7 separate regions of the Mus musculus genome follow, and all the other regions are linked to region 3. The links are chromatin contacts, called in public HiChIP or PLAC-seq and promoter capture Hi-C maps. All regions are on one chromosome and are shown on one strand. Each heading gives the region's core, a stretch centred on a gene start, on an enhancer-like site or on the middle of the called end of the contact. The rest is flanking DNA. Distances are from core to core; before and after follow the strand shown.

What was found. Promoter capture Hi-C pulls out the DNA fragments that hold promoters and counts their contacts. HiChIP or PLAC-seq counts read pairs in DNA pulled down with a chosen protein or histone mark. Capture Hi-C pulls out chosen DNA fragments and counts their contacts.
Region 1: a promoter capture Hi-C map of liver shows a contact between it and region 3, with 3 times the contacts expected there. The contact joins the promoter of Prkcsh here to the promoter of Icam4 in region 3. A contact is called at or near these places in 3 of 39 promoter capture datasets (liver and pre-B cells), 1 of 115 datasets of contacts at active chromatin or transcription factors (memory CD8 T cells) and 1 of 9 other capture datasets (adipose tissue).
Region 2: a promoter capture Hi-C map of erythroid cells shows a contact between it and region 3, with 9 times the contacts expected there. The contact joins the promoter of Swsap1 here to the promoter of Icam4 in region 3. A contact is called at or near these places in 1 of 39 promoter capture datasets (erythroid cells) and 1 of 484 Hi-C or Micro-C datasets (CD8 T cells).
Region 4: a contact with region 3 is called in an HNF4G HiChIP or PLAC-seq map of pancreatic cancer cells. The contact joins the enhancer-like site here to the promoter of Icam4 in region 3. A contact is called at or near these places in 2 of 39 promoter capture datasets (liver and pre-B cells), 2 of 484 Hi-C or Micro-C datasets (Th1 cells and muscle stem cells), 1 of 115 datasets of contacts at active chromatin or transcription factors (pancreatic cancer cells) and 1 of 9 other capture datasets (liver).
Region 5: a promoter capture Hi-C map of liver shows a contact between it and region 3, with 2.5 times the contacts expected there. The contact joins the promoter of Yipf2 here to the promoter of Icam4 in region 3. A contact is called at or near these places in 3 of 39 promoter capture datasets (liver, neutrophils and pre-B cells), 2 of 115 datasets of contacts at active chromatin or transcription factors (large pre-B cells and pancreatic cancer cells) and 2 of 9 other capture datasets (liver and macrophages).
Region 6: a contact with region 3 is called in a promoter capture Hi-C map of liver, with 3 times the contacts expected there. The contact joins the promoter of Angptl8 here to the promoter of Icam4 in region 3.
Region 7: an HNF4G HiChIP or PLAC-seq map of pancreatic cancer cells shows a contact between it and region 3. The contact joins the promoter of Ldlr here to the promoter of Icam4 in region 3. A contact is called at or near these places in 2 of 115 datasets of contacts at active chromatin or transcription factors (memory CD8 T cells and pancreatic cancer cells) and 2 of 9 other capture datasets (liver and pancreatic islet).

What each region holds. Positions count from the first base shown.
Region 1 is chr9:22,001,410-22,004,515 of GRCm38.p6, reverse strand. It overlaps Prkcsh (protein kinase C substrate 80K-H), which reads right to left and starts at 1,528. Exons shown (of 18, transcript NM_008925.2): 1 at 1,428-1,528; 2 at 979-1,117; 3 at 723-839; 4 at 1-18. The coding sequence starts at 1,057. Ccdc151 (coiled-coil domain containing 151) reads left to right here and starts at 1,882. Exons shown (of 13, transcript NM_029939.3): 1 at 1,882-2,270. The coding sequence starts at 2,042.
Region 2 is chr9:21,954,429-21,957,332 of GRCm38.p6, reverse strand. Swsap1 (SWIM type zinc finger 7 associated protein 1) reads right to left here and starts at 1,580. Exons shown (of 2, transcript NM_025870.1): 1 at 1,329-1,580; 2 at 1-656. The coding sequence starts at 1,571. The coding sequence ends at 63. It overlaps Gm45914 (predicted gene, 45914), which reads left to right and starts at 1,327. Exons shown (of 1, transcript NR_132099.1): 1 at 1,327-2,049.
Region 3 is chr9:21,027,939-21,030,932 of GRCm38.p6, reverse strand. Icam4 (intercellular adhesion molecule 4, Landsteiner-Wiener blood group) reads right to left here and starts at 1,501. Exons shown (of 3, transcript NM_023892.3): 1 at 1,110-1,501; 2 at 691-996; 3 at 337-551. The coding sequence starts at 1,479. The coding sequence ends at 439. Icam1 (intercellular adhesion molecule 1) reads right to left here. Exons shown (of 7, transcript NM_010493.3): 7 at 2,119-2,994. The coding sequence ends at 2,987.
Region 4 is chr9:21,751,401-21,754,646 of GRCm38.p6, reverse strand. No RefSeq gene overlaps it. Among named protein-coding and RNA genes, the nearest start is that of Spc24, 7.3 kb to the left of the region's middle. Within about 2 kb of position 1,931, at least 133 of the 459 cell types and tissues checked have an H3K27ac peak or open chromatin away from gene starts, as enhancers often do. A contact at or near this core is called in liver, muscle stem cells and pancreatic cancer cells, where this site is marked.
Region 5 is chr9:21,591,069-21,594,238 of GRCm38.p6, reverse strand. Yipf2 (Yip1 domain family, member 2) reads left to right here and starts at 1,408. Exons shown (of 8, transcript NM_138303.2): 1 at 1,408-1,711; 2 at 2,021-2,178; 3 at 2,259-2,339; 4 at 2,725-2,812. The coding sequence starts at 1,681. Timm29 (translocase of inner mitochondrial membrane 29) reads right to left here and starts at 1,517. Exons shown (of 2, transcript NM_178619.4): 1 at 1,169-1,517; 2 at 1-1,089. The coding sequence starts at 1,280. The coding sequence ends at 401.
Region 6 is chr9:21,834,013-21,837,266 of GRCm38.p6, reverse strand. It overlaps Angptl8 (angiopoietin-like 8), which reads right to left and starts at 1,757. Exons shown (of 4, transcript NM_001080940.1): 1 at 1,453-1,757; 2 at 1,190-1,351; 3 at 315-424; 4 at 1-207. The coding sequence starts at 1,749. The coding sequence ends at 180. All of the region lies in intron 14 of Dock6 (dedicator of cytokinesis 6), which reads left to right.
Region 7 is chr9:21,721,791-21,724,829 of GRCm38.p6, reverse strand. Ldlr (low density lipoprotein receptor) reads right to left here and starts at 1,254. Exons shown (of 18, transcript NM_010700.3): 1 at 986-1,254. The coding sequence starts at 1,052. It overlaps Gm26511 (a long non-coding RNA gene), which reads left to right and starts at 1,474. Exons shown (of 4, transcript XR_001779098.2): 1 at 1,474-2,989.

The sequences.
Region 1 (3,106 bases), core at 279-2,778, 970 kb before region 3:
TGGGACAAGCAGCTGTGCCTACAGGAAAAAAAAAAAGTTTGATGCGTGTTCCCCACGCCACATTTGTTTGTGGGGGGCTCCAGCAAAGTAAGTGTAACTCGGGTGTGGTGGTGCACGTCTGTAATCCCAGCACTCTGGTGGTGATCACAGGATAACCCGTGGTCCAGGTCATTCTCAGCTACACTGTGTGCTCAAGGCCAGGCTGGGCCACCAGAGACTGTGTCTCCAGAACAAAAATAAACTAAAGCACAACCAAGAAGAAACTGTATCTTCAGGGGCCAGCAACACAATCCTCCAGTATTCCCCAGCTTCTCCGGAGGCCCTTCAAAAAGGCCAGGCAACTCCCCTCCACTCCTCTTTGCCTTCATCAATCCCTAGAAGGCCATTCAGTTTCCCTCCTCCTCCCACTTCTGAGAGGGTCTTCTGTTGGCTCTTCCTGACTCGAAACCTCACCTCCTCCTGAATGCCATTCATGGTTCCTGCAATGACATTTGCTGACTTGGTCATACACCTGGACATTTGTTCCTTTGATAGGGAATGGAAACCAGGACTGGCACCTACAAACACTGCCCCTCAGCTAATCCAAGCCAACAGGGATCTTGTTTCTGTGCCTGCTTCTGCTCACTGAGCAGGAAGCAACAGGAGAGTGAGATCCAAGTTCTTTGGGGCATCTGCGCTTAGCAGGCTCATTTAATGGGCGATGGGCAAATGCAAACGCTCACCAGGCTCATCTGAACCGTCCTTACAGTCGCAGTAGTCGTCGTTCACCTGATCGAATGGGATGGTGGCTGTGCCGTCCAAACAGGTGAAAGGTTTAGATTCTTCATAGAAGTGATGGTCTGGTGAGGGAAACAAGAAGCTCTGCTCAGATCTTAAATAAATATTACCTCTGTCCCACTCACTCACCAGCTGAAATGCTACGGGAAACGGAGGAAAAAGGCTGAAACGCCCCTCCCGATGCACAAAGAAGAGACTCACTGCTGAGGGAAACGCCCCGGGGTCTCTTAACTTCTACAGCCCAACAGAGGGGTAGTAGTAGTAGCAGCAGCAGCAGCATCCCGTCCGGGCCGAGACCGGAAGTGTGTTATGCGGCAGGAAGATACGCGATGGCCTCTCACTGTAGGAAAGAATGAAGAAGCATCTAATCATTGGGAGAAGGCAGCTTACCCAAGACCGGCCTCACCACTGCTTCCGGAAAAGGAGGGCACAATCGGAGTTGGAAGTGCAAGGGCAAGGGGCGTCTCTCCGCCCCGAGCCAGTGGAAGAGTCTCAAAGTGAACTCAAAACCATAGGTCTCTCGGTAAAGAGGTGAAATGGGCAACTCCCGCCAAAGGTTCAAAGGATTTACGATCCCTCCACACCACCCACCCTGCTGCAACCTATAAGAAACTAGGGTGCCTTCCTCCCATCGCTACTTCATCACCTACGCGAGGTAGAGGCAAAGGTCAATAGCCACCACACCAGGTTAGCTCAGCAGCCACGGTTCCTGCAGTAGAATAAGAGAACGGAACGCTCCGGATACGTCACTTCCGTTTTGCTCATCCCTCTTGGCGAACGGCAACTCCGGGACGCCATGTTAGGAGTGGCAAGAGTGCGTGTGCGGGCGCTGAGGCGGCCATCTTGAGTAGGAACATGAAGACCTAACCTTAGAACAGATCGGAAGTGTAGCGCTTAATGGCGGCGTAACGTGCCTCCATCTTGGGAGTGGCGGGTTACTGGCCACTGCCAGCGAACACGCAGGCGTCACGTGACCGCTACGCTCGCGCCTCTCTTTCGCTGGGCCTCTTTGTGGGACCGCCCCTCCGAACCGAGTCAGCCAATAAGAGCAGTGGAGTGTAACGCGGGCGGTTTCCTTGGGAACGTGGGCGGGGGGAGGAAGTTACTTAGCAACCGGGAGATGCTAAGAGGCCCGCAGCCAGGCAGTTAGCAGAAGTGCATTCCCAGAGCCTAGGGAACCAGCGTTTAGGATCCTGGATTATAGAGGCCAACTTGTAGTTATTCTCCTACCCCTTAGAGGCTTCCCGACCTTAACCCGATCACCATGACGTCCCCCCTGTGCTGGGCAGCCGCGACCACCACGGTGACTAGCCCGGAGCAAGCTCCAGCGCCCTCTTCCAAAGCCAAAGGCAGTAAGGTTCACCGAAGCAAGTCTATGGGCCGGGCACAGGCCTGGCCTGCACATCATCCCAAGTCAGCAACCTCCTTCCATGCAATGAAGTCTTCTGTGCACGCACAGGTGCTTGAGTTACAAAGAAAAATCCAACTGTTAGGTAAGTATGGCTGCAGACTGCACCGAAGGATCCGGGATCAACCGTGCCCACCAGGTCTTCTGAGTAGGCGCTATGTGTTTCTCCAGCACGAGTCTATGTGACCAACTTGAAACAAACACTCAAATCTTATCTTTCTTTCCCATTTCTTTGTACTATTACCTCTTCTAATGTGCATATGGGTGAGTGAAAAGCACAGATTCTAGAGTTTGTTTTTCTTTATTTATTGTTCTGTTTTGCGTTTCTGTGGGCAGAGTGCAGTACTCTCAGATGCCAGGAGAAGGCATTGGATCCCTTGGAGCTAGAGTTACAGGTGTTTATGAGCTGACCAATGTGGGTGCTTGAGACTAACAACCTTCCTCGCTCTGCAGGAGCAGCAAATGTCCTTAACCACTGAGCCATTATCCCTCCCACCCAAATTTTATTTATTTATTAAATTATTTTTGAGAGTTAGCCTCATGTGGCCCAGGCTAGCTTGAACTCAAAGGAGACCTAGCTCCACCTTTTTGGGTGATTGGCATGTGCCACCATGCGGGCATCATGCGGTGCTGAGGCTGGAACCCAGGGCTCTATTCATGCTACTCAAGCACTTTGCTGAGTTATATCTTCAGCCCAAAGAGAGTTTGTTTCTCTGGGGTCTGAATCCTTGCTCTGCATAAAAGTTGTTTGATCTTGGGGAACTTAGAGTCATCTAATTGTACTCAGTTTTTCCACCTGTAAAATGGGCATAGTAACTGCACAGGTAGTACTTGACATTCATAAAATGCTCATATAGTGCATTGTTAAGTAGTAGAAAGTAAAAACTAGTGGCTTCCCTGGAGGGGGAGGAGATAATGCTG
Region 2 (2,904 bases), core at 331-2,830, 930 kb before region 3:
CAAGGGATCTTGCCAGCCCTGATGACAATAATGCTAGTTTATAAACAGAAAATCTACATTTTTCAGGTCTTTGAATCTGCACCTGTCTCTGAAGTAAGTATCCCATCCAAGGGAGACCCAGGACCAGGGAGGTTGTCACATCCCAAAGTTAAGGACTGGCTTCCAGCACTTGAATCTTTCTTCTCTGGGCTGAGCTTAGAAGCCTGGGCAAGCCATGGGGTGACCTTCATCTCTCCACAGGGTAAGAAACTCACTGACCACTCTGTCCTAGGGCTCAGTTTGCCCAACTCTAGGCTGGCTCGAAGGCAGCAATGCTGTCCCAAGCCTAGGGCATCTGGCTGCAACCAGCACTGTGCAGGAAAATATCGCTTAAGTAATGGCAGATGTGGGGCATCGGCCTCTGCTTCTTTCTGGGTTTCAAGGGCCACAACAAGCCCACAACTGCCATTGGCTCCAAGACGGTGGCTAAAGAAGGCAGCAGTATCCAGAAGCAATGCAGCCAAGTAGGCGGCTTCCTGGGCACTGGGATCCTCTGCGAGATATTCTTCCAGGCCGTCCAGGAGTAGAAGGGATGGGGTCGGTGCTGGGGCCTCATGGGCAGAGGCCAGCAGCTGGAGAAGCTCTTGAATTGAGGATGGGTACTGGAAACGAACCTTCTAGAAGATAGGAAAAGGCTAGACTTAATATAGGAGGTCAAAACTCCCTATTATGGCTACCTCACTTCTATACTTTCCGGTCTAGGCTCTCATGGTCCATATATAAAGTTCCAGGATGAAGCACCAGCTCAAATACTTCACCCTTGTCACCTGCCCTTCTCCAGCAGTTGTCACTGCTCAAGATTATTTAAGGAAAAAACATTTTTTTTCTTTAATACAGGGCCTCATGTGACCCAGGATGATCGCAAACGCGTTTTGTAGCCAAGGATGGCCTGACACTTCTGAGAACTGAATCCCAGGCATATATTATCAAGTCTGGTTAAAGGGATAGAAAGAACCCAGGGCTTCGCGCATGTTAGGTAAATTCTCTGTTCAGTTAATCCCAGTCCGTATTTTTTTGTTGTTGTTTTTGGTGGTTTGTTTTGGTTTGTCACCCATGCTCACCAATGCCGCCCGACCACAGGACGGTCTTTCACTTCATCTTAACTAAACCCGCACTGTCCCGTCCCACGACCCTACTCCGCCTCTTCCACCCACCACTTCCACAGACGCTTTATGACGATTTAGTTGTGAATCTACGATTCACGCTGCCATTTGCCTATCGAACTGTCACTCAGGCGCGAACTAGCCCGCCATTGGGTAACGCATTGCCAGGTCCAGCCCTCCGTTTACCTGGAGCCGCCAATGCTCTCGCGCTGTGGGTGTACTGAGCGGCAGGCTCTGAAGGGGCCTTCGCGTCACGAAGAGGACGGACCCGCGGCCTTCCCCTGCCGCCTCAAGGGCGGCTGCAAACAGCAGCGACGTCTGCGCAGAGCGCGGAGCGCCGAGCAACAGCAATGGCGGCCCGGCAGCGCCATCCTCTCCTGGCCTTGCCGCGCAGCCGGCATTCAGCACCCGCCTCAGCGCCTCCGCCATTTGCTGAGTGCCGCTGACCAATCAAAAGCGATATCTCATCTTGGGCCCGCCCACACAGAGGCCTCATTGGCTATAGTTCACAGACTAAGTTCGTCGCTGGAGCTGTCAGCCAATGATCAAAACACGGAGCGTGGAGGAAGTGGGTACTTTGAGGGAATTGCTGCAAGAAGCCGTGTGATCGATTAAAAGGAAAGGAAGGTCGAGGGTCCAAACGTGCTCCAAAGAGACGCCCAGGCTCTAGGTCGGAGCTGTAGAGAATGGCTCAGTCGTTACGAGCACTGGCTGCTCCTCCAAAAGACCCGGGTTCAGTTCCCACCATCTACTAGGTGATTCACAGCCATGCACAAGTACAGTGTGAGGGAATCCGACGCCCTCTTCTGGACTCCGCGGACACGTGGCACCCATATATTTATGGCCCCGCGCTTATACACACACTCATGTAAAAATAAATCTAAACATTAAAAAAAGTAGAAGCCGGTCGGTGGTGTCGCGCACCTTTAATTCCAGTACTTGAGTGGCAGAGGCAGGTGAATCTCTTAAGATCAAGGCCAGTCTAGAGAAACCGTCTCAAAAAAAAAAAAAAAAAAAAGTAGGTTCCCTTAGATATATATTGAGGTTTGCAACCAGCCTGAGTTACATGAGCACCTATCTTTAAAAATAATAATAATGATGATGATAACCAGACTTTTAGCTTGCCCACCTGCAAAATGAATATTGTGATTCCATGTGATCATTGTAATGCGTTGGTGTGAACAATTGCTGATGTCACCGAAGCAAAGTTCACAGAGACCTGTTTGCTTGTCTCTGCATAGTTGAATATGGGGAATTTTATTTTTTGGTAGGGTCCCAGACATTTTAGCCTGTGCCACTATGATAAGTTAATACAAGGCTGGGGGTGAAATTCGGGGTTTTGTCCATGCTGAGCAGGCACTCTGCCCTCCATGGGGGGAGGGGTGATTACATTTATTTAGTTGGTGTGAGTGTGTATATACTCCCATTGACACAGAGTGCATGCACTCTGAGGACAACTTCTGGGATGGGATGCAGTTCTTTCTACCCCACCATGTGTGTCCCCTGGATGACAGATTTTTAAAAAAAGATTTATTTATTTATTTTATGTATATGAGTGCTCTGTCTTCATGTACACCTACATGACAGAAGAGATCATCAGATTCCATTGTAGATGGTTGTGAGCCACCATGTGGTTGCTGGGAATTGAACTCAGGACCTCTGGAAGAGCAGTCAGTGTTTTTTAACCGCTGAGCCATCTCGCCAGCCCCTGGATGACAGATCTTCAGGGCTGGTGGCAAGAGTCCTCTAAGCCATCTCACTG
Region 3 (2,994 bases), core at 252-2,751:
CGTAGTGGAAAAGGAGGGAGGAGAAGGGAAACTTAGCCTCCAATCAGAGCTCCGGCCTGTATCAGCGGAGCCAATCAGAAAAAGCCATACCAAGAGTCAGCCCTGGAGGGGAGGTCAGTTTAGTCTTTCTGCCCCGCACAAATAAAGCTAACAAAACTCTACGCAGAGGAACTCGGGTTCTAGGACCCCATGCTGGCCTTGAAGGAGAAATTTCAAGGTGTTGTTTCCTCCAGTACTACCTCTAATCTACTAATCTTCAGCCCCTACGTAAGGAATTTGGAAAAAGTAAGGTACCTTAAAAAAGAAACCACTTTCTCCAAGAACCGTAAGGCAGAGACTGAGGAGGAAGACTTTATTGTTTCAATAAGAGTCTCTGAATTAATTACTCTGAAGTTCTTTTCCCCTCCCTCTTGTCAGGCATCGAAAACAGATCTATAACTAAGTCTGCACAGCCAGGTACTTGCGCACGTAGACAGCCCCCACAGCCAGGAGGATCCCCACCAGGGTTGCGATGGAGGTAGAGGCCAAGGCTATAGAGGCTGGGCTTAAAGCTGTGGGCAGGAGTGAAAATCAGGAACTAGGAGGTCTGAGGACCGCCAAGCGTGGAGCCCACGCCTGTTCTGCAGGCCCCCTTGGAGTGGCAACATCCCCTCTCCCGCACCCATTCCCTGGGATTACAGGATGCCTCACCGAGGACTGTCAACATAACAGGTGCCGAGCTGCTGCGCACCACTAGCCCGTCGAGATTGAGGCGCGCATGGCAGGTGAGTGGCTGCCAGAGGTCGTTGAGTCCGGCCCGCATCACGTAGGTCAAAGTGACATTAGCCAAATCTGAACCGGTGAAGCGCTCCAGGCTTTCATGATAAATCACTCGGCCACCTCTTCTCAGGCTCACCACCAAGAATCCCACTGGGAACACGTGTGTCACATAGCATCGCAGAGTGTACTTGTGGCCCACTAGGACCGGAGGCTCCAAGATCACGCTTCTGGGCCGTTCTAAGGCAAGAGAGATAAGGCCCACAGGCACCCCTTAAAGCAATTACCATCTATCCGCTTCCTCCACCCCTCTCCCCTCACCCCAGCCCGGCCTGAGCCCCGGTCTCCCTCACTGTAAGCAGTGATCCTGGCGGTGGCCTCTCGGGTTTCTCCTGCGCAAGTGACGACGCAGCGCACCTTGGAATTCCAGGCCCTCACATCCAGTAGCTGGTAAGATACCCAGCCGGATCCATTAACTATCTTTCCCTGCCGCAGTTGGGTGCGCAGGCTGGAATGCACCGGCAGGGGGCAGTTGTGGCTGCAGTTAAGCCACGCTGAGCCCCCGGGAGGCACGGCCTCTAGCTCTGGATTAAGACGCACCCAGAAAGGTGCTGAGGTCACGGAAGGCGCGGGAGGACTTTGCATCCACTCTTGCTGGGGGCTCCCACCCCTCGGATAGGCAGCCACCAGCAAAAGCGACGGGAGCAGAAGGGCAGACTCCATGGCACAAAGCCCGCGCTGAAGTGCGGGCGGAACGCCAGGGAGTTTAGGCTGGCCGCAGGAGATAAGAAGGCACCCTGGCCACGCCCCAGAATGGGCCTCGGCCGGCCCTGATGAAGATACCTGCCTCCCCTCCCATCAGACCCTACAATCAACCAAAAGCCATTGCACAGTTCTGGACCTGCTCTTTAGTTTTTACGTAAGCCCCAAGAAGTCTTTAAAAATTAAAAAATAAAATAACGCTTGGTGATGGCACATGCCTTTGATCCCAGCACTCCCAGGGAGGCAGATCTCTGTAAGTTCAAGGCCATCCTGATCTACACTGGGAAACCCTGTCTATCTAACGTAGATTTTACTAGACATGGCAGTGGCTTTGTCATTTAGTCCTAGCATTCAGGAGACAGGTTGGCCCATCTTTGTGAAGTCAAGGCCAGCCCATTCCACATAGCAGATTTCAGGACATCCATGGCCACAAAGAGAACCTGTCTCAAAAAAGAAAGGGGGTGGGGGTGGGGACCAACCTGATCCACAGACTCAGAGTTAGGGTTAGGTTACCAGACAACCCTGAGGCATTATGGGAGTCGGCAGTCCTTAGGGCTTTGCCTAACTGATGTGATGACTGTACACAAACTCACAAGACACTCAGGCCGACATAAAACTTTATTGATTCAAAGGAAAGGTTTCTGTGCTGGGAGGGGTGCTTACCCTCCCACAGCAGCTTGCACGACCCTTCTAAGGAGTTGGAACATTTCCTTCCAGGCTTTCTCTTTGAGGTGGAGCCGCCTGGGACCATGATTTCATGAGCATGAGGCTCGATTGTTCAGCTGCTAAGGCATGGTGGCTGACATTGGGAACAAAAGTAGGTGGGGAGGTGCTGGGACGCTCCAGGATGTGGAGGAGCAGAGAACCACTGCCAGTCCACATAGTGTTTATGTGACTGGTGAAAAAAGTCGACCCTTATGAGAAAAGCATCCTGACCAGTAGAGAAACCCTCGACCCATGTGATCTTTCCCCAGACTCTCACAGCATCTGCAGCAGGGTCCAGGCCATAACTTATACATTCACCTCCTCACTGATCTACTATATACAGGGTACTCAATAAATAGCTGGTAAAACTCTAAATTAATAAATACATCAAGAAGAGTTGGGGACAATGTCTCAGCTTTCCTGTGTCGGGGGGAAGTGTGGTCTTCTTGCTTGTGTCTACTGGATATCATGTCTTCCTTAGGCAGGAGCCCCTCAGCAGGGGCAATAGAGAATGAAGTCAGCGTTTCTTGGCTGAAGGTCCACCGGGCTGTAGGTGGGTCCGGGTCACACGTGTTCACAGTCTTGCTCCATCCACCGAGTCCTCTTAGCTCTGAGGCTACAAGTGTGCATCCCCCAGGCCACCATCCTGTTCTGTGACAGCCAGAGGAAGTGGCTGAGGGTAAATGCTGTCTACCATTCTGTTCAAAAGCAGCAGCAGCTGTTGCCCTGCAGGGGGTCCAGGCAGGAGTCTCATCCAGCAGGCTCAGGGAG
Region 4 (3,246 bases), core at 682-3,181, 720 kb before region 3:
AGCTGGAGGGCTAGGGAGATGGCTCATGGGTAAGGTTCTTGCCATCAAGTCTGATGGCCTGAGGCCTCACAGGATCCAAGGGCCCGTATTTGTCTTCACCTAAATAGCACCTTCTGCTCTTCCAAGGGATCTGGGTTCGATTCCCACCATCCACAGAGTTAAATGTCTTTAGCTGTAGTTCAGGAGATTGGAGCCTTCTGACTTCATCATGTGCCAGGCACACACAGTGTGCAGACACATGTAAGCGAACCACTCATAAAATACATAAATCTTACCAAAAAACCCAGCAGAGCAGCAGGAACCAACAACGAGGCTTTGCACAAGAAGGGCAAGTGCCCAGCTGCTCAAACTCCTGACCCTCTGGTGGCAGGGGAGCCTCACTCCCTTCCCTGGAGGAGCACTGGGGGCTGACTCCAAGGTCCAGTGAGTGAGGACTGTGGCCCAGCACCCTGGAGAGCCCCCAGCTCTGCATGCCTAGGCTCTGAGTCACTGCCCAGCACTGGCTGGCTGCCTGGGACATCTTGGGGCCAGGCCACAGCCTCCTGCCCAAATTCCTACCCACAGCCTGACTTGCTCCTTCTAAGAGAACCAGCCAGAAGGAGGAGCAGTCCTGAATCTAATTTACAGATGAGGTAAACTGAGGGACGGATCCATCTGGCCATTTCCCTTAAGTCCCAAGACATTATATGAAGTCCAGGGGTTGACCCATTCACCTGTGTTCTACTGCCACCAATCCCTAAGGCACATAGTGTCTTCCTCTGAAGTGTCACCAGGACTAGGTGGTTTTTTAGGACAGTGGTAAGAGCACCCAGCAGGTGGCCAGCCCCTTTCTCCAGTCTCTCCCTCTTTCTGTTGGGGTTAGCTGCAGTTAAGAGCTGTTTCCTTAAGCAGGAAAGATGCATAGACCTAGGAAATGAGCAGGAGGAGCCAGGCAGCCAGATTTGAAGGCTGTCTCCTCATGACACAAGGGCTGGGCTGGAGGCTGGAGAGATGGCTCAGTGGTTAAGAGCACTGACTGCTCTTCCAGAGGTCCTGAGTTCAAATCGCAACAACCACATGGTGGCTCACAACCATCTGTCATGGGATCTGATGCCCTCTTCTGGTGTGGCTGAAGACAGCTACAGTGTACTCATATAAGTAAAATAAGTAAATCTTTAAAAAAAAAAAAAAAGCTGGGCTGGTGTGGGGGACAGGATCGGTTGTCTGTTATGGGCATGACCACACTTGGACTCTACCTGTGACCTCTGTTGTTGGGGCCACTCTCACCTGGATCTCGGGACCTCCTAATAGGTCCTTTTTACTGTGTGTCTGTATGGAGAGTCACAGTATGTAGGGAGGTAAGTGCAGGCCCCGGGGTGCAGGCATGCTTGTGAGAGGTAAGGGATCAGTTCTCTCACCTTTACAAGGATTACGACCAGATCAAACTCGATCACCAGGCTTGGAAGACAAGCGCCCTTACCTACCCTTTGAGCCACAAGCACATTCAGGCTCCTGCTGGCTGAATGGTTCTGTGGCAGCCATACTTGTAAGTGGCTGGAGCTATGGAAGTATGCCTGGCTGCGCGCATCATCTGGAAATGGAAACTAAACCCAGGCTGGAGATTTGTCTCAGGTTTCACACCTGGTAGGTGTTTGAGCTCCGGGGTGGGGGTGGGGGTGGGGGGACTCTCAATCTCCTGCTAGGAAGGAGGTCAGCACACCTGGCAATAAGGAAGTGACAGGGGATAAAATGCTGGGGGGGGGGGGGGAGGCTGGGAGGGTAGAGATGGTGACACAGAATAATGCTAAGCTGGGAGCAAGCTAAGGACTGCCACCAGGCAACCGCAGAAAGCATCTTGATCAATCTGGGCCTGCAGTCCACAGTATAGGGGGAAGATTTTCCAGACAGCCAGTGGCTCTGCTGAGTAAGAGACTGATCTAATTAAGCTCCAAGCTTCTCCCACACACTCCCTACAAGGCCTGGCCAAAGGGCGGGACAAGGGAAGGACAGAGCTCCTCTAGGGCAGGAAGCAGATTCGAGTAGGGGTGTCAGACAAGACACAGGAAATCTAGGGAGACTTTCCCCAGGCAGGCTGAGTAGGAGTGATATTCCTGAGAACTTAATCTCAGAAAACCACAGTGGGAGCTGGAGCCGCAGCGGGCGCTGGGGAATGCTGGCTGCCTAGCAGAGCACCCTTCCCACTGTCTCCCCCGTGCCATTCCCGCTGGGGCTCCAAGCTGGCTCACCACACACAGCTGTGGGCTCAGACACTGTGAGTTGGAAGGGACCACAGCCTGGGGGGCTGGTGGTCAGCGGGGAACAGCAGTTCGTGTGTCAGAAATCAGCTGCTGCCTGCCATTCTTGTCCTGGGCAGAACTGAATCCACAGAGACGAGGCAGGCAAGACCACCATCACTTGCCCACCCTGGGTCAGATAGGTACTGCACACACGGGTACACATCCAGGTCTTTCACTGATTGCTATTCTGAGCCCAGAGAACTGCAGGCAAAGAAGACGGGAGAGCAGAAAAGGGGACCCTGACCCAAGTACCTCCCATTCCCCTCGCTAGGTAGGCACTGCACAGTGAGTTAAACACCAGCCCTTCAGTGCCTGTTGGTAAGTAAAGTGTTTTTAAGACAGAGTCATGGGCCCCAGGTTGGTCTGAAACTCACTATGTAGGGGAGGATGACCTTGAACTCCTGATCTTCCTGCCTCCACCTCCCCAGGGGTAGGGTGACAGGTACGGGTGAGGACACTTGGCTTTGCAGGGCCTTGAAAATAAAAGCTGAAGCCCAGGATCAGAAATGCTCACCAATGGGTGGTGGCACTCCACTTTAATCCCACACCCTGGAGGCAGAGGCAGGCAGATCTCCAGTTCGTGGCCAGCCTGGTCTACAGAGGGAGTTCTACAACAGCCAGAACCACACAGAGAAACCCTTGTCTTGAGAAGAAGAAAGTCAGTCCATCACCTTCCATGCATGATGTCCCGTGGGAGCCCCACACCTGCTCTCCAGTCTGTTAACTCCCAGGACGTGGAAGCTCCACCATGCTGTTAGCCACACATGCCAGCACCATGACTCAGGGAGGCAGTCCTTGAAGGCCTGTGAAGCCACGGGCTTTCCAGGCCACTTGCTTCTCCACTTTCTCTCTGAGGCAGTTTGGCTCTTGCCCCAAACAAAGGGCAGAAGGAAGGACGGATGTGCCACCCCGTGGATTCAGAGGAGATGGCAGGCCTGGGTAGAGGTCCCACCAGTCTGGCAGAAGGTGG
Region 5 (3,170 bases), core at 159-2,658, 560 kb before region 3:
ACATTCTCAAAAACGAACCAAATAAACAAAACCCCCAAGACTAAAAGCCCATTTCTGTTCTGTTTTGGCAGTGCAGGAACCCAGGCATGCTAGGCAAACACTCTACCCGTGAAGAACATCCCCAGCTACAACAGGCTACACAGCACAGGCTCCTTACTAGTAGATCTGGGGGCAATTAACACAGTAAGGTCAAGTGCTTCAGCATGTTTAAGAGCAGTCCTTCAGCTCTTCTGTATCTCTAAGACCAGTAAGGCCCCCAAGTTTCTTCGGCTAACCGGACAGAGTGAGGACTTCCCATAAAATCACAATAAGGGCCATTTATCTCTACCCATCTCACCAATTGCACCATCCACAGCCAACAGTTTGCCTGCGCCTGGTGACCCGGGGGCAATCCTGGGTTTCATCTGGAAACATCGGACTGAACCAGTGAATCAGCCTCGCTCAAAGCTAGCCGATCCTTTCTCTCCTTCTGTAACACCTGCTCCTCCCACAGCGCCTGATCCACCTGATCGTCGGTGAGTATGATCGGCTTGTACTTCTCCTCGAACAGCCTCTCATTGGCCTCTGAGTGCAGCTGGTGAGGCGCGACGACGCGGAGATGAGCGGGCAGATGGAGAAACTCGTCGTCGTTGATGTCGCAATCATGCATGCGATTCTGCAGAATCCACCAGCGGCCAACGAAACCCACGTCGAGGATCCGGCCGGGGAAGTCCACCCAGCGTGGCTGCAGGTAGCGGCAGCGGGCCTGGTAGAGGCTGGCCTGGGCGTCGAAGGGCGCTTCGTAAACCAGCGAGCAAAAGCCCAGGTTCACGTGACGCAGCCGCCCACGGCCCCTCAGCCACAGCAGGCGCTGCAGGAACGCCTCCGAGTGGCGGTTGCGCGTGGCCGGTGCCAAGAGCAACAGTGACCCCGATGCGTCCAGCAAGGCCTCCTCGAAGGCCGCCTCACTGGGCGCCAGCGCGCAGCACGCAGCCGCGCCGCCCAGAAGCCCCACGTACAGGGCCGCGCGGCCCGGTCGAGCTCGCGCCGCAGCCGCCGCGTCCCCGCACGCCTCAGCGTAGTCCCGGAGCAGCGCGCCGGCCCAGGTGCCTGAGGGGAAAAAAGAGCTGCGGTGACAAGGACTCGACCACTCGAGCCACCCACCCTGCAGCCTTCTGCCACTACTCACTCAGTCGCGTCCACAGCCCTGGCTTAACCGCCACCGTCGTGGCACCACCGGCCTCTCCTCCCGCTTCACCGTGCCCACCGGACCAGAATCTCTTAAGAGCCGCTGTCACCATCGTCTCCCTGCGGTTCCTCAGCCGAGTAGAAACGCATAGTGTCGGAATGAAAAAGGCCGGAGAGTAGATCCTGCGCAAGCGCAAGATACAGGAAGTAGTTTCCCACAGGAAGACAATAGGAAACGGACCTAAACGGATGTTGCCGTTGTGTGGAGAAGGGTGGGCTCTGAAGGGAAGTCGAGCGGCGCGCACGCGCATAGAGCAATAGCCACGCCAGCTTAGGTAGGCTCAGGTGAGGAAGGTGGGGTGCATCTGAAGGGACCCAGCTTGGAGCTGAAGTTCCATTCCGTGTATTAGGCTCCATGCAGGAGTCCAGACGGAAGCATCAGTCTTGGGGAGGGCTGTGGGATTGATGCGGTTCTGTCCACAGAGTGCGATGCGGTGACGCCTCTAAAGAGTCATGGCAGCAGCTGACGAACTGGCCTTCCACGGTGAGTGGAGCCCGGAAGTGGTCAGAGCTCCTACCTCAGTCCTAAGCTAGAACCCCAGGCAGCTGGGACCCAGACCTCAGGTTTATCTTGCACTCAATTCCTGCTTCTTCCATGAACTCAAAAGGCACATCACAGCGTCCAATTCTGCACAGGACCTAAATTGAATCCCATCTTAGTAGACAGACCTATCCATGCATCAAAACTGAAGAAACTCAGCCCTTAGGGGACGGCGGTAAGGCAGCCATAGCCCCAGTTGATGAAAGGAATTTTCAGATTCCAAACACCTATGCCCATATTCCCTCTCCGTAGAGTTCGAGGAAGCCACAAATCTTCTGGCAGAGACCCCAGATGCAGCTACTACTAGCCAAAGTGATGAGCTGACCTCCCGAGAGCACGTGGCTGTGGTTGTGGGTTCAGGCATTGGCTATGGAGCTGAAGTAGGGGAGGAAGAGGATGACAAGACATCAGTGAGTCTCCTAGGCCCCGATGATCTGCCTCTGTTCTTACCCTGGCTGAGCAGGCAAGTTCTGAGTCTTTTGTCTTATAGCTTCTACAGGAAGAAAAACCACAGCCCAGATTCTGGACATTTGACTACTATCAGAGCTTTTTTGATGTGGATACCTCCCAGGTAAGGCACTTGGAGTTGCTTGGAGTCCAGCCACTATACTTGAGGACTGAATGGGTATGGTGGGGCTGGAAGGCAAAAGCTAGGTTACAAAGTAGGCGTGGATAGGTGTGTGACTTAAAGCCAGAATGTTTCCCAGTCAAGCCAACCTCTAATGATAGACCAGGTCCAGTGAGAGGGTACATCCTGGAGATGTAGTTGCAAGACCATCCAGAACTTAGGGACTGTCCTTACTTTGAGAGGAGAGGCTGCAAGAAGCTGAAAGCAAGGTGACAGGCCTGAAATCCACCTTCACAGTGGTGACATGTTCGAGCTTGTTCAGTAGGATGTGCTGACACCTCTCAGAACACCAGGATTCTCATTCTAGACCCTGGGCTTTGCTTTCCAGGTCTTGGACAGGATCAAAGGCTCCCTGCTGCCCCATCCTGGCCACAACTTTGTGCGGCACCATCTTAGAAACCGTCCCGACCTATATGGTAAATGGGGGTTTATGTTTGAATCAATGTAGTATTTACTTAAACATGGGACTGTACCAGGCCCTGAAATGGGCAGTCATGCATGAAGAGCAAAACTCGTGTTTAGTTGAGGGAGGCACCAAGATGGAAAGCAGAAGGTGGGTAGGTCTGGCTAACTCAGAGGGTGTTAGGGAAGTCATGAAGGTCCCTGACTAGGGTAGGCAAATGAGTTATGCTAACATTGGTGGTGAGAGGCTTAGAAGAGGACCCAGAAAGCCTCTAGGTCCCATGGTGGAAACAATTGAACTGTATGGCAGCATAGATCAGTGCAGTAGACGGAGGAGCAGGAAGGCCATGAGCAGGGGTGAGTACACAGGTC
Region 6 (3,254 bases), core at 508-3,007, 810 kb before region 3:
CTCTGTCTTCTGCCTTCCATCCCGCCTGCTTGCTTCTGTCTCCGCTCTGCCAGGAAGCGGGGTGCACTGGCCAGGTCCAGCTGATGGGCAGCCGGCTCTGTCAGCCCTGTTCATGGGCCTGGTGGAGCGCTTCAGTGTTCCTTGCAGCACAACTGGTCCTCGGTGGCATCCAGGTAGTCTCAGGCTGGGAGGGCTGCTGTGTGGAGTCTAGGGAGGGAGGTAGAGCCCCGTCAAGGCCAGTGCTTCGGGGAGGTGCCCTTCAGTGGACCTAGGCAACTTCCACTGCTACCCCAGAGTAATCCCACCAGGCTCACCTCTGCTGGATCTGTCGCAGCCACTGTTGCTGCTCTGCCATCTCCCGCTGCTGTCGCTGCACGTGGCCAGTGAGAGCCCATAAGAGGTGGCTCTGCTTATCAGCTCGAGCCTGTGGGGTAGTATATAAACCTTAGCTGGGAGATCTGGGTCACCTCCCATCTCCTGACCACTGCAAGTTTCTCTGTTACCATCCATGGGGCCCAGCAAATGTCCAAGACCCTCTGGCCTCAGTTTCCCTGTTTGTAAAGTATATCTAAAATGGGACTTGCTCTGTATAGTTTGTAGATGCACATCAAACAATATTGATTGGTTTCTTGATACATAGCACCAGGACTGCGTGGGTCCTGGGAATCCATCTCAGGTCATGGGCTTGGCAGCCTTTACCTGCTGAACTAACTACCTTGTTGGTCCCTTACTCATTCATTCATTTACATATTTTGAGACAGGGCTTCATGTACCCCAAGCTTAACCCGGATGTCTACCTAGCCAGAAATCACCTTGGACTCCACACACACACACACCCACACACACCCACACACACACACACACACACACACACACACACCTGCCTTTATTCCCAGTGCTAGGATTGTTCTTTCTCTTGTTCTCTTTGAGACAAGGTATCACCATGTAGTCAGCTGGCCTAACTTTGTAGCCAAGGCTGCCTTTAACCTTCTATTTCTCCTGCCCCTGCCTCTGGAGTTCTAGAACCACAGCTGTGCCTGCTTCTTGCCCTTACTTGCAAAGGTCACTTCCAGAAGGTCACTGAGGCTGGAACCCCATATACAACTGGAGGGTCCTCTAGCCCAGGATTCAGTGGTGGCCTCTTTCTGAGAAGCAGGCTATACCCCTCTCAGACCTGGGAGTCCCTTACCTTTAAGGTCTCAAATTCTTGGTGGGCTTGACCGAGCCAGGCGCCTCTCAGCTGCACTTGTAGTCTCCGTACAGTGTCCCGCAGAGCCTGCTGGGCCCGGGCCACTTCCCCCAGTGATCGGGCTGTGGCTTCAGCTCGAAGGTGTAAAGCGTCCTCTTCCACCTGCTCAAGGATGGTGTGTCATCAGGGTATGTTTCCTCTGTTCTGGGTTTACCATTTCCTCAGACTCTTACCTGCCACCAACACCCAGCTCCAGTGCTCACCTGAATCTCCGACAGGCTGGTGCGAAGCTCCTGTGTGGCATCCTGGCCCTGCCTGACTTCTGTCCCCAGGAATTCCAGTGCTCTGTCATAGAGGCCCAGGCTGTGCCCAGCTTCTGTCAGGCGAGCCTCTGTGGCTCTGTACACGCCATTGAGGGCCTGGCCTAGCTGCAGGGCCCCGTGAAAGAGCAGGGTCAGCTCTTCATATTGAGCTGGCTCTGGACCACCCAGAGGGGCCACTGGAGCGGGTCGCACTGCTGATGCTAAGGTCCACAGGAGGCAGAGAGCAAGCACAGCCATGGCTGACAGTTTCGTGGGTGTGGTTCCCGGGCCGCTGCGGCTGCCTTTTATTTCCATAGGCTGCCATTGACCCCCCTGGTCAATGGTTAACCGGCCATGGTTGCACAAGGGCCTGGCGGAGGCTCAGCCATTGCATCAGACTGATGGCTAAGCAGGCCATGCTGATATCACGCTGCTAGAACTCAGGGCCAGCTGTGTGTGGGGGTTGGAGGTAGTGGGCAAGCTCAGACCAGAGCTCTCAGCGCCAGTGTCTGTATGAGCATATCACTGCCTTGAGCCTCAGTTTCCCATCTAAGTGTAGAACGTGGCTCCCTTCACATCCAACACAGCAGGCCCAGTATTGCTGGGCCACCCAAAGGGCCATCCAGGGGCTCCAGCCTTGTCTCCTTCCTGCAGACAGCTAATGCAGGGGTCACTGGGTGTGGCCAATAGCTGTGGAGGAGGGGCGAAAAAGTGACATGACAGACATCCTCCTTCTGAGATCATGGAGCCTGACTCCCCGCATGGTTTATGATCTGTGCTAACTTCGATTTAACTTCCTAGAACACACAGGGCAAGTACTGCAACCCATTTTCTCTACCTAGGCGTCCCACAAGTAGTACTAAGCATTTGTTGAACATCCACTTTGCGCACTCAAAGGAACAGCCTTGCTTCCCTTGCAAATAGAACGTTACACTCTGAGGTTGCGGTAGGAGGAACATGAGTTCAAGGCCAGCCTGGGCTACAGAACTAGATCCTCTCTTATGGCAAGAAAACAAGAGCTGAGGTGATGCTCAGAGGTAGAAGGCTTTCGGGGCACTCAGCATTCCATCGCTAGCACCACAGAAAATGGCCGTGAAGTTAGTCATTCGCGATGAGCTTGACACCGAGAGTCACAGGACTCTGTCACAGAGACCCACTCACTGTTCTGTGTGGAGACTCGCTGTTACTGGTTGTTGGTACAGAGCTTCAGAGGCTGAGCTAGCAGGCCAGATGCCTCCATCACACAGCTTAAGGGGGCCTACAGGGTTGGGGCTTGTGCACTTACAGCTGGGGAGAAGAGGCAAGACCAGGTTCCGGTTCTCTTTGTATCTGAAAGACAGACCCTATAGATAACTCCAGGGAGCCAATAAGGTGGTAGTGTGGGCTGCGGGAGGCCAGTCTGCCACCTGGCTACTGGTGGGACCACCTTATGTTTTTAATTATTTATTTATTGTTGGGGGGCAGGGTTGAACAGAGATGTCCAAAGAGGCCAGAGGCATCAGGTCCCCCTGGAGCTGACTGAAGTGGGTGCTGTGAACTGAACTTGGATCCTCTCAAAGAGCAGTGCGTACCCTTAACTGCTGAGCCACTTCTCCAGACCTCTGGCCCTCGGGGGCTGGAGCCAGGGCTCAGGTGGTAGAGTACTTGCCTAGTGTGCACAAAGCCCTGGGTTCCACCCCCAGTACCTGATATGCCTGTCACCCCAGCACTCTGGAGGTGGAGACAGGAAGTTAAGACCTTAAAGTCCTTCTAGGCTAAATAGC
Region 7 (3,039 bases), core at 5-2,504, 690 kb before region 3:
GGTGGCACATGCCTGTCATCCCAACACTCCCGAGCTGAGGCAGGAGAATTAGGGGCTAGAGACTACACAGTGACTTATAGGCCAGCCTAGGCTACATGAGACCCTGTCTATAAAGTGAGGGAGAGGTGGAGCACTTTTCCCAGTGCTGCAAAGAAGTTGTTGGTGAGATTGTAACACCATCTCCCTTCCTGTCCAAATTCCAACGCCTCTCCTAAAACTAAAGTCCACTTTATGGATCTGTCCAATCCTACACGTTCAGAGAGTGGGAACGAACCAGGCCTGCAAAAGTCTTTGCCAGGTCCCTGGCCCTCCCTGCCTGATGGTCTCAGCTACGGGTGTCTGGGTTGCCTGAGGCACATCTGCACCAAACCAGGGAAGTAGGGACAAGGTAGGGACTGAAGGCTCACAAGGAGGACCCAGCCGGCCCGGATGTGTAGCCCCACCCCACCCGGGAGGGTCGTGCAAGCCACGCCCCTGAACATCATCCTCTTCCTCCATTGGGCGAGGGGAGTGGCTCGAGGCTCGCCTGTTCCGGCTGCACCCAATAGGAGCTCGGGGGTGCGGTGGGAGGTGGGGTTAGGGCGGAGTTTTGGGGCACGCGGCAGTAGCCGGGTTTGAGTGCAGTGTGGAGACCCCCAAGTCCTGTAACTACGACTAGCGACCCCAAAGTTGAACAGCTGGGCCTGGGTCTCCCCAGCCCTTAAAACGAATGATGGGACCCCTCCTCTTGGATTCCCTCACACATAGCTCTGAAAGACACCTCTGACTTGGGAGAGCACCCACCGGACTCCCCAAACCCACTCTGACCCCCTACAGCTCTGGCACCCTATTTCCAAAACACTTCCCTCCAGCCACGTGGGAAGGACATCACATCAAGTTCGCACGAATGGTTGTATTTCTCGACCAAAAATAAAACCACTCGGGGCTCTCCGAGTTCAGGACGGCTGCCCCTGACCCCGGGCAGGCTCCTGGCGCAAAGCCTTACCTGCAACTCCGGCAGCAGCCAGGAGCAGGGCGATGACCCAGCGACGCATCAGATCCGCGGTGCTCATCCTTAGCTTCTGCGTTGCGTCCTCACTCGGATCACAGACCCCGAAATGTTCCCGCTGCAAACACTGGATCGCGGGCCCCACGGTGTCTCGGCTGCGAATCTGGGCTCGCAAGCCTCACGGTGTCCCGGCTGCAAACTACGCCGCACGCCCAGAGTCATTCCCAGTACTAGGGGCGAGGTTTCCAGGCGGGGGAGGAGTCTGCAATGGGGTGATTTTCAAAAATCTTCACCTCACTGAGCGGGGAGGAGCTTGGAACGGCCGATGTGACATCGTCTCTTTTAACCCCTGAAGCTCCCGCAGCAGTGGGAAGTTCCTCAAATTCCTCCCACAGAATTTCACCGCTTCCCGGACACTTAGCCGCCCGCGTTGCTGTTTGAGTGTTCAAGGGACGACCCACGCCCTTCCACACCCTGGGTCGCCTTCTGACGCTTTCCTTTCCACCTCCAAAGCAAAACAGAAGTATGCGAAGCCCCCTCCCACCCCCGACCCCTACACTTCTTGCAGCAAGTTTGCTTTCCTGTCTAGGAATGGGCACATAGATTTCTGACCCAAGTACAGTTGCAGGTTTTATCTGGATCCGTCCATAAACACAAACACTCAGCGAGAAATGTATATAAAACGCGGCGGCGTGTGCGGGTGAGCGAGTTGGCTCAGTGGGTGAGGGTGCAAGCCTGAAGACCTGAGTTTGATCCCAGGGATCCACATACTGGAAGGAGAGAGAACCAGAACCAACTCCAGCAAATTGTCCTCTAACTTCCACACACACTCCCCTGTACTAATTAATTAATTAGAAAGAAGAAACATTACTTGGTTTGGGGGGTAGGACCCAGTAGTTAGAATAATTATAATTATTAATGGAAGAATTCCATAGCAAGATATGGTAACACTGAAACTAGGAAGAAGGCAGGCAGATCTCTGTGAGCAAAGTCCAAACTGGTCTGGACAGCAAGTTCCAGACTAGCCTGGGCTACACAGATTCTGTTTCCTCCTCCTCTTCTTTCCTTCTTTCTTTCTTTTCTTTCCTTTTCTTCTTTTGTTTTGTTTCTGTTTCTGTTTGTTTTGTTTTTCAAGACAAGGTTTCTCTGTGTAGCCCTGGTTGTCCTGGACTCTGTAGACCAGGCTGGCCTAGAACTCAGAGATCTGCCTGCCTCTAACTCCTGAGTGCTGGGATTAAATGTTGAGTGTTTACTACCACCCCACTACCACCTGTCAAGAGACCCTGTTTCAAAGCTAAAGTTGAAATTATTTTAAATAATTCATCTGAGAATCAATGGGTTCCTTCCTGTGTTGACAGAAATGTTGATTTTTGGTTTATTTCCTTAGGCACCTGCTGGTACCGCTTTATCCTGTTACAAGGAGTTGAACACACAGAAGGGCATCTCTTCCCTCGAAGCAAAACCAACCACATGTGGCCTTTTTCCCCTCTTGACACTGGATGGCTAAACCAGAAGGCTGTCTGCCATGGATAGAGAAGTTTTGATGAATCAAAGGCTTAGGGATTTTCTAAAAGGGACTCAGATTCTGTCCCTGCCTAGCTCCCTGCAGAACAAACCAGGGCTAGTGTGTTGGCTTAGTGCATGCAGCCAGGACTGACCTGATGTGAGTTCAAATCCGAGGACCCACATGAGAGGAGAGAACTCGTCCCTGTGACCTGCACATTCATATTGTGATGTGTCACAGGCAGTAATAAAAAAGTAAATAATACATAATGCAAAACAAACTACCAGAAGCTGAACCGTGAGACAGGAGAGAGAACGGGACACACTGCATTGGGTTGGTAGGGTACCTGGCTTCGTCCCCAGCATCACGTAAACCAAGCCTGTTGTCACAATCTGTGGTCTCAGCACTCCCCGAGGGAGGCAGGAGGACCATGAGGATAGCCTCAGCTACACAGATAGTAGAAGCCAGAAGACAGAAAGGTGTAAAAAGCTGCTTTTGTGAGTTGATTTCTCTCGGTTTTTGTTTGTTTGTTTGTTTGTTTGTTTTT